4 separate regions of the Mus musculus genome follow, and all the other regions are linked to region 2. Evidence: chromatin contacts called from public HiChIP or PLAC-seq data. All regions are on one chromosome and are shown on one strand. The core of a region is the stretch at or near the end of the contact, and the rest is flanking DNA. Distances in the headings are between cores, read along the strand shown. Region 1 overlaps Acan (aggrecan). Region 2 overlaps Abhd2 (abhydrolase domain containing 2). Region 3 holds the start of Aen (apoptosis enhancing nuclease). Region 4 holds the start of Acan (aggrecan).

Evidence for each region. HiChIP or PLAC-seq counts read pairs in DNA pulled down with a chosen protein or histone mark.
Region 1: a contact with region 2 is called in a FOXA1 HiChIP or PLAC-seq map of pancreatic cancer cells. The contact joins two enhancer-like sites. A contact is called at or near these places in 1 of 15 datasets of contacts at CTCF or cohesin (the NIH/3T3 cell line), 5 of 484 Hi-C or Micro-C datasets (the G1E-ER4 cell line, embryonic fibroblasts and embryonic stem cells), 2 of 115 datasets of contacts at active chromatin or transcription factors (embryonic stem cells and pancreatic cancer cells) and 1 of 9 other capture datasets (embryonic stem cells).
Region 3: a contact with region 2 is called in an H3K27ac HiChIP or PLAC-seq map of the NIH/3T3 cell line, with 4 times the contacts expected there. The contact joins the promoter of Aen here to the enhancer-like site in region 2. A contact is called at or near these places in 4 of 39 promoter capture datasets (the HPC-7 cell line, embryonic stem cells, pre-B cells and 1 more), 11 of 115 datasets of contacts at active chromatin or transcription factors (the NIH/3T3 cell line, T-cell acute lymphoblastic leukemia, embryonic stem cells and 6 more) and 1 of 9 other capture datasets (liver).
Region 4: a contact with region 2 is called in a FOXA1 HiChIP or PLAC-seq map of pancreatic cancer cells. The contact joins the promoter of Acan here to the enhancer-like site in region 2. A contact is called at or near these places in 7 of 39 promoter capture datasets (the 3T3-L1 cell line, the C10 cell line, cranial neural crest and 4 more), 1 of 484 Hi-C or Micro-C datasets (embryonic stem cells) and 2 of 115 datasets of contacts at active chromatin or transcription factors (embryonic stem cells and pancreatic cancer cells).

The regions. Positions count from the first base shown.
Region 1 is chr7:79,078,856-79,081,763 of GRCm38.p6, forward strand. The region is part of intron 1 of Acan (aggrecan); the gene reads left to right. Among named protein-coding and RNA genes, the nearest start is that of Gm26633, 27 kb to the left of the region's middle. Within about 2 kb of position 1,501, at least 14 of the 459 cell types and tissues checked have an H3K27ac peak or open chromatin away from gene starts, as enhancers often do. A contact at or near this core is called in pancreatic cancer cells, where this site is marked.
Region 2 is chr7:79,348,309-79,351,187 of GRCm38.p6, forward strand. It overlaps Abhd2 (abhydrolase domain containing 2), which reads left to right. Exons shown (of 11, transcript NM_018811.6): 6 at 1-135; 7 at 2,443-2,535. Gm24224 (a long non-coding RNA gene) reads right to left here. Exons shown (of 4, transcript XR_003946649.1): 2 at 1-777. Among named protein-coding and RNA genes, the nearest start is that of Gm24224, 4.1 kb to the right of the region's middle. Within about 2 kb of position 1,398, at least 40 of the 459 cell types and tissues checked have an H3K27ac peak or open chromatin away from gene starts, as enhancers often do. A contact at or near this core is called in the NIH/3T3 cell line, neural progenitor cells and pancreatic cancer cells, where this site is marked.
Region 3 is chr7:78,894,579-78,897,353 of GRCm38.p6, forward strand. Aen (apoptosis enhancing nuclease) reads left to right here and starts at 1,349. Exons shown (of 4, transcript NM_026531.5): 1 at 1,349-1,436. Gm39039 (a long non-coding RNA gene) reads right to left here and starts at 1,204. Exons shown (of 2, transcript XR_882236.1): 1 at 1,005-1,204.
Region 4 is chr7:79,051,905-79,054,685 of GRCm38.p6, forward strand. Acan (aggrecan) reads left to right here and starts at 1,322. Exons shown (of 18, transcript NM_001361500.1): 1 at 1,322-1,704. Gm26633 (predicted gene, 26633) reads right to left here and starts at 1,419. Exons shown (of 3, transcript NR_132432.1): 1 at 1,327-1,419.

The DNA.
Region 1 (2,908 bases), core at 251-2,750, 270 kb before region 2:
CTCCTCCTCTTCCTCCTCCTCCTCTTCCTCCCCCTCCTCCTCTTCCTCCTCCTCCTCTTCCTCCCCCCCTCCTCTTCCTCCCCCTCCTCCCCCTCCTCTTCCTCCCCCTCCTCCTCTTCCTCCTCTTCCTCCTCTTCCTCCCCCTCCTCCTCCTCTTCCTTCTCCTCCTCCTCCTCTCCCTCCCCTCCTCCTCCTCCTCTTCCTCCCCCTCCTCCTCTCCCTTTCCCTCCTCCTCCTTCTCCTCTTCCTCCCCCTCCTCCTCCTCTTCCTCCTCCTCCTCTTCCTCCTCCTCCTCTTCCTTTTTCCTTTTCCCTGTTTCCTGTTTCTCTAGCTTTTGGAAGGGCAGTGGTGTTGCTTTTGAATGAAAACAGTTTTTTCTTTATGAAAAGTCACCTGGCCTGATCCTCCTGTCAGGTAGGAAGCCTCCCCTCCCACATCTATTTCCATCGTCCCCAATTCACGGGTTCTAAGTGTTTCACACAGGCTGGTGGGAGAGAGTGGCACTGGTGGGTCCCTGCTGATGCTACAGCCTGTGTGTGTACAGTGCCAAAGGCACAGTGCCCAGCCCAGATGAGAAGAACTGACTGGCAAGACATCTCACTCCATCTGTGAAACAGCAAGAACAGGTCTTGTGTTAATAGGCAGTAAGTGACCCGGCAGGGCCAGGACCTGGGTCTGAGTCTTGACAGAGCTGCTAAAAAAGGAATTCAGAATGAGAGAATGAGCTACACTTTCAATGATGTGATCTGATGAAGTCCCTGCCTCCAACTATGGACCATATTCACACGTATGCACACAAACACACAGGCACATACATACAGAGACATACACACAAAGACAGACTGACACACATGCACATGCGTGCATGCAGTCACACATCACAGAGAGAGACAGAAACACACAGACACACACACACAGAGACAGAGAGAGAGACAGAGACAGAGACAGAGACAGAGATATGAAAAGCAGGAACCTGCAGCTTTTCCTGGTCAAGCTTCTAACAATTGATCAATCCCTGGCACACAAGGATCCTTGAGGCTTTCTGCTGGGCCATCCCCGTGCTTCTGAGCTCCCACTGCTGTCCATCTCAGGCCTTCCTCTCATCTCCCCATCCTCAACACCCTTCATGTACCATCCCTTCCCACGGCCTCGCTTTCCTTCCCATTGAGAAAGGTCTCTCTGTCCACGAGTGAGCGTGGGCTGGCAAAGTCAGTATCCTCACATAAAAGCCTCACTGAGTCTCTGAGAGGCTTGGAACCCAGACAGAATGGAATTGCTCCCTATTTTTCTTTACAACTGAGAAAACACACACAAACACAAGAGCATATTTATTGCGATAATTCTATCCCAAAGTTTTTAAGAAGAAGAAATAAAATTAGTCTTGCTGCCTACTCCGCACCAGCCCCCTCCCTTTCATTCCTTCACATTTCCTGGTCTAAGCCAGGGAGAAAAACAGAGCCAGCCCAAACCCCACAGAGCACCATTGCATCCCAGACAATGTCCAGCTTGTTCAGAGAGCGAGGGAAGAAACACAACTCCGAAACATACACAAGACTTCCAAGTGAAGGGTGTTCTGAGGGAGGAACAGGCTAGCTTTGTGTCTGGGTCTTGGGTAAAGGTCCCTCTGCAAACACACCTCAGGCTGATCTTCCTTGACCCTCCAGGAAACCATTTCCTAGCCCTGACTGGTTCACTGATCTTGAACAAGAACCCCTCTCCAACTCTGTGTCTCCTCAAAGTGCCAGACCTGGGGCCCCAGAAATTTATTTTTTTAAGTTAGTATCTAAGTCATAAAATCCCTAAGGAGAAGCAAGGGGCCATTTCTCAGAACTGTGGAACTTTCCAGACTTCCTACAGCACAAGGGGTCATGTGCCTCTATGCCCTCAGCCGCACAGACAGGCCTTTCATTTCTCAGGCCTGGGTCGAGGACTGATGGTCAAAAATGCCAAGCTCCAGAGACAGGAAAGGGTCCCCTTGTCCTGGGCCCAGACTGTTCCTCCCCAGGAACCCCTGGATGGAAATGTCAGTGTCTCCCCTCCCCACAATCTTGATGCTCCTACGGGTGCTGCGCCCTGATCCCTGCGCTGGCCCAGCCTATGGTGACTAAACAGAGAGCGACACCTGCTGGACGGTTGGACTCCAACAGAGCTGAGGCTGGGATCTGGAGGCCAGGGGGAAGGGTGCTGTCTCCATGAAGGATGCTCTCTGTGGCTGCAGATCCCATCTGTCCTCTACCACTGCCCCATCCCCAAGGCTTCCTTTATTATTCTTAGACCAAAAGTAAATGCTGTTGCTGCTGCTGCTGCTGCTGCTGCTGCATGTGGGGCATGGTGTCACACAGTGCAGGTCTCAGAAGGTGTGTGAGTGGCATGGTTGTGTACCCTCCAGGGCAGTGGTACCATGAGGTCCAGATTGTTTCCACATACAGCTGGCTGAAGGCCACTGCTCCAGATGATGGCTTGATAAATTCAGTTATGCTTGCTGGCTGGAGTTGGGGATCCCTACTGTTCAAGGGAGAGCTTTAAGTGGTGGTTGCAACAGATCTGTCATTACCAAGCCTCATGTACTATATACATAATTATGTTCCCCATACTTTCATATGATTGGCATGCAGTCGATTGGTTTGCACATGTGTGCTCCACTACTGACCAATCATTTCATTTCAGCAGAAGATATGCCCTTGCATGACTCTGTGTGTGTGTGCGGGGGAGGGGGGGGAGAGGGAGAGAATAAAGTCAATACAAGTGGAGGCTGTGGGTCCCCAGAGTTGCAGAGACTCAAAAAGAGGCCAGAGCACCTGGCTACACATCTTCAGTTTGAAACTCCACATGTTCAAACCCCAGAAAAAGCTGATGCTTCAGGTCAAGTCCAAAAGGGAGGAGAAAATCAGTTGGAAAGCCATGAGGG
Region 2 (2,879 bases), core at 148-2,647:
TCCCCAGACCCAGCTGGTCGTCGTGGGCTTCAGCCTGGGTGGTAACATCGTGTGCAAATACTTGGGGGAGACGCAGGCAAACCAGGAAAAGGTCCTGTGCTGTGTCAGTGTGTGCCAGGGGTACAGCGCACTGAGGTGAGTCATCCAACACACACACAGAGACACACACACACACACACACACACACACACAGGTTTCTCCCCTTGGGTCCTTCAGTTGACAGTACTTGTTTATAGAGCTCGCCCAGGACAGCAGGGTCCAGGGAGCACCTTGCAGACTGAGCAAAGGTTTCCAACACTTAGGCTCAAATGGGTTTGCCTCCGTGTCGTCCTAGGGCTTGTTACACCTGAGGTCTGTATAGTACTCTAGGATCAGGTCCGTAATCGGATCATCAAAGTGACTGCTGCTTCTCTAGGGAGTCTCGGATCGTGTCTGAGTTTCCAGAATACGGCAGGACTACGAGTTAACAAGAGAGCACAGCAGACAGCAGCATCCGACCCCCTGGGCCTTGTGACCCCCAGGTCCCCCCATCCAGTGGAGGCTTTGAGTCTCAGATGGTGTCGGAAGCAGCTTGTGGAAATCTCCTCAGCAGGTCCTCACCTGAAGGATTCTTCTCTCAGGCATCCCAGCCATCCTCCCAGAGAAGCCGCGGGAGCAAATACCTCAGCCCTTAGTCTCCAGTCAGCAGACACGCTATACAGGATGAGGTCATGTGTGAAGTGCTCAGCACAGCACCCAGCCACAGAACGGAATTGTCGGCTGCATCATTACTGTTCACTGGAAAATTAGAGAGGGTGGGTTAGGTCAGGGGATCCCAGAGGCCAGTCTGGTGAGCCATTGGCTGTCTCGGTTCTTTGAGAATCGCTGGGGTGGCTGGCAGAATGGCTTGGTGAATGAGGGGCTTGCTGGGTAAGTCTGATCCCCAAAACGCAGCTGTCCTCTGACCTCCACTGTGTGCCATGGCATGCTCACCCCCACACATCATCCTGAACACACAATAATAACAAGGAAGGTTTAAAACAGAAGAGTCGCTTGAGGGGATCATGCTAGAAAGAAGCTCAGCCCGGCAGAGCCCCACATCTGGAAACTCTAACTTGGTAAAGCCTGGGAATTTGCCTTCCAGACCCGTTTTGTAGATGGTCCCACGTTAAGCAGTCACTGGGTGTGGTGACCTGAGCAGTCTCTGAGCTCTGGCATTCTAGAACTAGGTTAGCCTCTTGGCCTGTAGATGGCTGAATCCGTATTCCCTTTATCTTGGCCCAGTGAGAAATATTCAACTCCCAGATCATGTCACAGAGATCCAGAGCTAGCCAGAATCTGTCCTGCCCAGCCTGGATAAGAAAAGGATACTCAGGAGGACAGACAGCCTGCCACCTGACCCGAGGGAGCAGGGCCTAGAGATGTGGGGTCCTCCCTGCCTTTACCTGACAGCTGATGTGACAGTCAGCATCCTGTCATCTTTAGTGTTAGAAACCACTAGATTCCCTCCCTGACTTCAGCACCAGGGAGCTTGCTGTAAATGCTAACCTAGTGTGCACAGAGCACTGGGCTTTATAAATAGGAAGCTTGTGACAAATTTGTCCTCTCCTCCCTCCCTCCTGCTCAATGCCCCAATCTTACAAGCACAGGCTTCCTCGCATTTTGCAGCAATAGCGCCATCTGCTGTCAGTAGATGATCAGCACAGTGAACAAAGTAAGGGGTTCAAATAAGATTGAATGCAATAGGAACCTAGGATCTGTGAAATGCGTCTTTTTCCACTCCTTCCCTGTTACCTCTAAGAGTTACATACAGTTGCCTATTGTCACATGAGCCCCGTGCAATGGGGGGTGGCGGGGGGATGGAGTAGGCCGATTCTTTAGTACGTGGTTGACCTATGGCTGAAGCCTGCGTCTGCCACATGGGATGTGGCAGCTCAGAGAAGTGCCTTCTCACCCGGATCAAGCGGCAACAGGGGTCAAAGGTCAAGAGGGGAGGAACCAAGTCGAGTAGCAACAGGTTGTGGCTTGATGGTTAAGAAGAAAAAGGTATTAGGCACGTGTTCCTAGTGGCCCACCTGTGATGATCTTTCTGTACCTGTAGAGGTCCCAGGCACGACAGTGGCTTCCGACCTCCGAAGGTGTGTTGTTCTCCACTGGAAGCCTCAGCTTTTGGTTTCTAAGCACATTACACCTTTATGCTCCCCACTTTTTAAAAAGAAAATCTACTGGAGCAGATCTCAGCAAGCCAGGTGGGCGTCAGGCGTGCTGCTGACAACCAGCTGTGCCTTTCTGGCCTTGGAGGCTTCCTGCAGGGTCGTCTTCAGAGAGACTCTTGGCTTCTCCCCGGATGTTTGAATGCTACACATCAGAGCTGTTATCCAACATGAGAGTCAAAGCCAGCCTGTACTTCCCACAGAGCCCCTCATGCCCGTCATGGAGTCTAACTTTCTGTGGTCCCCGCAGGGCCCAGGAGACCTTCATGCAGTGGGACCAGTGCCGCAGGTTCTACAACTTCCTCATGGCCGACAACATGAAGAAGATCATCCTGTCTCACAGGTATAGGACCCTCTCCTCTGTCTCAGGTGGTACCTTGGTACCTCCCACTAAGACGAGACAAGGAACCTCTCCACATACCATCTTCACCCAGTTGAAGTAGTCCTGAGGTGGCCTGTCACTGTTTAGGTGGCCAGGACTTGGTCTTTGCGGGAAGCTCAGAGCAGAGCATCATGCCGCCTGCTCAAGGCGCAGGCCTTGGGAGCAGTGGGGAAGACACAAGAGCCTGCCAGGGATGCCTGTGATGGTTTTGTTTTCACTACTCCCATTGTAGTCTTTCACCCTCCTCCCTGGCACTTCCCCTCCTCTCTAACTAGACTGGAGCTTGCTCCCTTTGCCTCTCCACG
Region 3 (2,775 bases), core at 99-2,598, 450 kb before region 2:
TGCTTCTGGGGCCCATGAGCTCCTCCGGCTTTCCCTTTTTAAACTTACTTTTAAAAACCTGTTTTGTGTGTAAGTGTGTGTGTGCATGGAGGGGCAGGGGCTGAACACACATATGCAGGCTAAAGGACAACTTCAGGGACTTTCTTTCTTTCTTTCTTTCTTTCTTTTTTTTTGGTTTTTCGAGACAGGGTTTTTCTATGTAGCCCTGGCTGTCCTGGAACTCACTCTGTAGACCAGGCTGGCCTCGAATTCAGAATCTGCCTGCCTCTGCCTCCCATGTGCTGGGATTAAAGGCGTGGGCCACCACCGCCTGGCTCAGGGAGTTTCTTGTTGATTGGGGTATCTCGTTTCTGCCTACCCTAGCTGGCCAGAGAGCTCCAGTTAGTTTTTCTGTCTCCATATATCATCTAACTGTAGGAGTTACTGAGGTCACAGATAAATACCACTGCATCTGGCTCGCCTGCCCTCCCTCCGTCTTCTTCTTCCTCTGTCTCTCCCTCTCCCCCTCTCTACCTCTCTCCTCTGCGTAGCTTTGGCTATCTTGGAACTTGCTCTGTACACCAGTCTGTCCTGGAACTCGGAGATCTACCCGCCTCTGCCTCCGGAGTGCTGGGATCAAAGGTGTGTGCAACCACGCCCAGAGCTGCCTAGGCTAAGAAGGTTCAGGGATCAAATTCAGATTGTCAGGATTACAGAGAGAGCAAGCACCTTTTTTACCGCTGAGCAACTCTCCCATTCCTAAAAAAAAAAAATCACAAAGGAATACTTAAGATGAGTGTGGTGGCAAAACGCGTGATCCCAGCACTAGGGTGGCAGAGGCAAGAGGCTCATTCACAGCTAACACAGAAAAAGCGAGGACATTATGTGAACTTGACACTAGAAAAAAAAAAAAAAGAAAATGAGAGGACAGCTTGAGATCCTGTCTCAAAAAACAAAACAAAAAATAAACAAACAAAAAACCCAAATCAAATAAATATTGAAAAAGCAGTGCAGAAGAAGCAAACCTGATTTTTTTTCCCCCAAGTTTAACGAATACTGTATTATTTCACGGACTTCTCACAACCCCAAGCCTGGAGGGGCTGCAGTTCCCCGAGGCAGATCGGGATGTGCTCTTTGAGGCTTTAAGTCTTTGAAGGTTGCGGTTCACTAGGCGTCGGGTCAGAAACCGGACGTTCCATTCGGTTTTATGCTAACCTCCTAAACGCTGCCCTATCCCGGCGCAGGCCACGCCCTCTTCCTTCGGTAGCCCCACCCCTTCCAGTTGGCACACTTACTGAGGAGGAGCAGGATCAACCAATCAGAAGAGTCCTTAGGCGGGCGCTACGCCCCAGAGAACCAATAGACAGGTAGCCGAAGCCGGGCTTGTCCGGGCAAGGAGCTTCCGCACCCGGCAAGGGTTCCACGTGAAACCTGGGAAAGCGCGGCCGGGTTTTCAGGTGAGCTAGGGGACGGCCACAGGGAGTCCCGGGCCGCCCGTTTCTGTCGCCAGCCGCCTGTGGCTCTCGGGACGGGTTGGTTTGCAACTAGGCCGGGGCGCGGCCTCACGTGGTCCTGGCCGGACTCGGGGCCGGTGGGCCTCAGGGGACGGCGCGGACGTTGAGCGTCCTCTGGACGCCTCAGCTGGTGAGCGCGGACTGTCCTCGTACTTTTGTTTTGTTTTGTTTAAAATTGGTCTGGTAAGCTTTTGGGCAGCATCGGGGACCTTTATTGCGCCACCCTTTCTCAAACTGGGATGATTATCGCAATCGTGACTTGAGGGTGGGATCTCGGGTCCTAATCCCCAAACTTTGCCTTCTACCTAGAACGGTTGATGCCATCCGGTTACTTTGTGCTAGAACAGGGTCTCGACAGACAGACAGAGACCTGGGCATGGCAGGCAGGGCATGGCAGGTGGGGCCCTTATGACAGTGACGTTTCTGGCTTTGTAGCTTCTTGGGAGCCTTCTCATCTGGAATCCTCTTGGGTCAGGGACCCTCACTTGAAGGCCACGTGCCTACCATACTGACCAGAGTTAAGATATGGAATATTTGTACGTGGCCTTGTTGAAAGGACTGTGTCCTCTTCTCTCCAACTAAGCTGAGCTCCATTCAGGGCTGCAGGCTGTGGACGTTCTCTTTGTAATTGTTGGTTCTGACATGTTCACAGGGTGAGGGACTATAGGAAATGGCTGCTTTTTATCTCTTAACACAAATACAAAAGTACAGAGACTTTTTCTCAAGGGGACCTGATTTTAGCTTCTTTCAGACCTTGCCGGCAGGGACAGGAAAGTCTATGATCAGCAGGGTTAGCACAGGTCTTCTTAGCCAGATTTTCTCCCTTTGAGGTGTGGTTTGTGGAAATGAGGAGGTTGCTGACAACCTGTTTTTAAAAGAGGGGGTGCTATTTGGAGAGTGAACGAGCAAGCTGAGAGCCATTGAGTCAGCATGGGTCACTGGGCCTCCCCCTGGCTAAGTGGACCTTTACTCACACACATGCTGGCATCAGCAAACACAGGACTGGTCTTTCCTCCTATCTTACTGCTACTTACCCTGTGTCTTGATTAGGGGTTTACTGCTGTGAACAGACACCGTGACCAAGGCAACTGTTACAAGGACAACATTTAATTGGGGCTGGCTTACAGGTTCTGAGGTTCAGTCCATTATCATGGTGGGAGCATGGCAGCATCTAGGTAGGCATGGTGCAGAAGGAGCAGAGAGTTCTATATCTTCATCTAAAGGCAGATAGAAGACTGGCTTCCAGGCAGCTAGGATGAGAGTCTTAAAGCCCACGCCCACA
Region 4 (2,781 bases), core at 72-2,571, 300 kb before region 2:
ATATACAGGTGGGAAAGAAGGCAGGCCACCCAACAGAACACCTGAGCCACAGCCCACCCTGGGCTTCACCCCCTGTACAAGAAAGAAACAGTCAAAGAATGCTCTGGGCCAGGGCCAGTCCCAAAGACCACTAGCCAGTGAGGTATGCACACAATTCCAGCATAGTCAACCTGGGGAAACTGAGGCACATCACTTCTGACCTCTCATCAAGAAAAAACTTGGTCGGTTCTCTCTGTAGTCTGCAAAGAACCCACTTCTTGCCCAGTGAGAGATTCGGGAGATTTCCACTGCACTGCCTGAGGCCACTGTGCTTTAATGAGAAGAACACCCGCTTCCTCTCAAGGCCAGCAGCGGTCTGAATCCCCAGCCCCCAAACACACTGCAGCTTGCCCAGCTAGCTGCTCCTGTGAGGGGTGACCTTGACTTGAAGTTAGCCCCAACTTGCTGGACAACTCCACCACTTTCTGAGCCCCATGGTATATGTGAGCATTGTTGGGAGGTGAGAGGTAGTGTTGTAATATTTAACTTATTGGACTCGTTAGAGAAATTAAAATCACTGTATGCTGCAACTAGCTTATAGAAGGGATCCAAAGACTCTTAGATTTTTCTTTTTCCGGGAAACAAATTTATTAAAGAGTGTTGTAGAGGCCAGGCCGTAGCGAATTCCTGCTTGAGATGTCCTTGGTCTATGTTGCGTTTTGAAGACACCCCTCCCCGCGCCCTCAGCCTTGTGCCTTGTGCCTCTGTAGCTGCCTCATCTCCTCTCTCCGCCCTTGCGTCTCGGGGTACCCCACCCCCAAAACTTTCCAACAGTGTTCTATGAAGATTCTTTCAAATCGCATTCCCAGAGTAGGGGGTCGTCCTGTGCGATGGCATCTTTCTGGGTATCAGCTGCAAATCGCATCCCGATACCAGGGAAACACCCCGACCCCAACCCCAGCACCGGACTGCTACCCTGACAGCAGGAGCCGGGTGCCTTCGGCACTCTGCGGGCGCAGCCCTCCGGGGCCGCCTGGACTGCGGAGCTGCCGACCGCAATGCAGACGCGGGCCCTCCAGTGCTGCCCGCACAGCTTTCCTCCGCGGCCCCAGGAGCTGCGGGGTCCGCGCTCCTCTCGTGCCCTGCGCGCCCGGAGCCTTCCCCAGCTGAGCGCGGTCCCCAGCCCGGGTCCTGCGCGCTCCGGACGTTTCTGCCTTCCCCTCCCCCCGCAGATTGGCCCCGGGGGTGGGGTTTCCCTGTGCGCTCGCCCCCACCCCTCGTGTGTGCCCTCCCCTCCCCCGCCCGCCCCTATGTATGTGTCACCGCGCACCATTCCCGCCCACCTACCTCCCCGCGGTGCCAGAGGGGCTCACAGAGCTGAGGACGCGTGCGGAACGGCTCAAGGTCCCTCACTCTCTCTCCGCATCCTCGCCGGCTAGCATCTGACGCAGGTGCCGAGGGAGTTCGGGCACCTTTCTGTGTCCCTTCCCTTCATCGACCCTGCTCCGAAACCTAGTCAGCCAGCCACCACTGCGGCCACCGCCCGAGGGGACTTGCGGAGAAGACGCCGGCGGGAGAAGGGGTTCGCAGGGCCCCCCCCCCCCCGCGCAGAGCATCCCTGCTGCAGCGCAGCAAGACCCGGGGCTGGCAGCCCCCAGGAATCCCTAGCTGCTTCGCAGGGATAAAGGACTGAAGTTCTTGGAGGAGCGAGTCCAACTCTTCAAGGTAAAGAAAAGGCTCCTTCTCTCCAGGGGAGCTCTGTCCCAGGGCATCTGGGAATGCTGCTGAGGACAGGCGCCTAGGTGCTGGGGGTGGCGTGCCTTGGTGCCCACATTGGGTATGTGTGTTGAGACTCTCACGACCTCCGCTGCATGCACACGGAAGTTGAGCAAACTCAACTGCTGCCCGGACTCAAAGTGAATGGGAACACGTGGAGGGGCTCCAGCTCTGAGTACACAGAATTAAGAAAGACCAGAGATTTTTCAAGTTTAAGGTATGGGGGCGCTAAACTGAAGTGTAGAGCGAGTAGCAGTTTTAAAGCCAAGGAAATGTGGGTTCAAATCCCACTCCCCCCCCCAACGCGCCCCCCCCCCCTGTCCTCTGGGTGCCCCATAAGGCTTTCATCTTCTCTTGGGAAGGCCAATTGACCAGAGAATCAACAAAGTTACATGAACAGCTGATCAGATAGGCGGCAGATACCTGAGAAAGGATGAGAAAACTCGTGGGTCCCATTGGGTTTATGGCAGGGATCTCAGGATACTCAAAGCGGTAGGAAAGAGGAGGAAAGATATCAGCTGAGTCTGGGACAGGGCTACTGCTCCCAGGGGAGATCGGGCGTTTGTCGAGGTGGAAAGAAGACATGGGGATGCAGGACGGTCCCGAAGTTTTTCCATTTCTGCGCTTTTCTGCAACCCTTCCAATACCAGGGCTGGGTGGGAGGGTGACAGCGTGTCAGTAAGCTGTGGGTGTGGAGGGCTGTCTGCTTCAGGAAGAAGAATCCCGCCCAAATTATTCGGACTTGCTGCTGCCCGCAATCCGGAGCTAGGCTCTGGAGCGGGCATTCACTAGTCTCACTATAGAGCATCTCAGGTCCCAGAGGTTTGGTGGGCATGTTAATTCCAGTTCTGTGGGGTGGGGAGTGTCAGTGGGAGGCAACGGGAAGATCTTCTGTGAGGTAGCTTGCCTTGGTGCTTCTGCCTCTGGGTGTTGCAGTGGGCTGGTGTCTAGACCCTGAAAAGCACCTATGGCATCTCCCCTAGGGAAGGGAATCTACAACAATGCAATGACTTTTTACAGGTCATT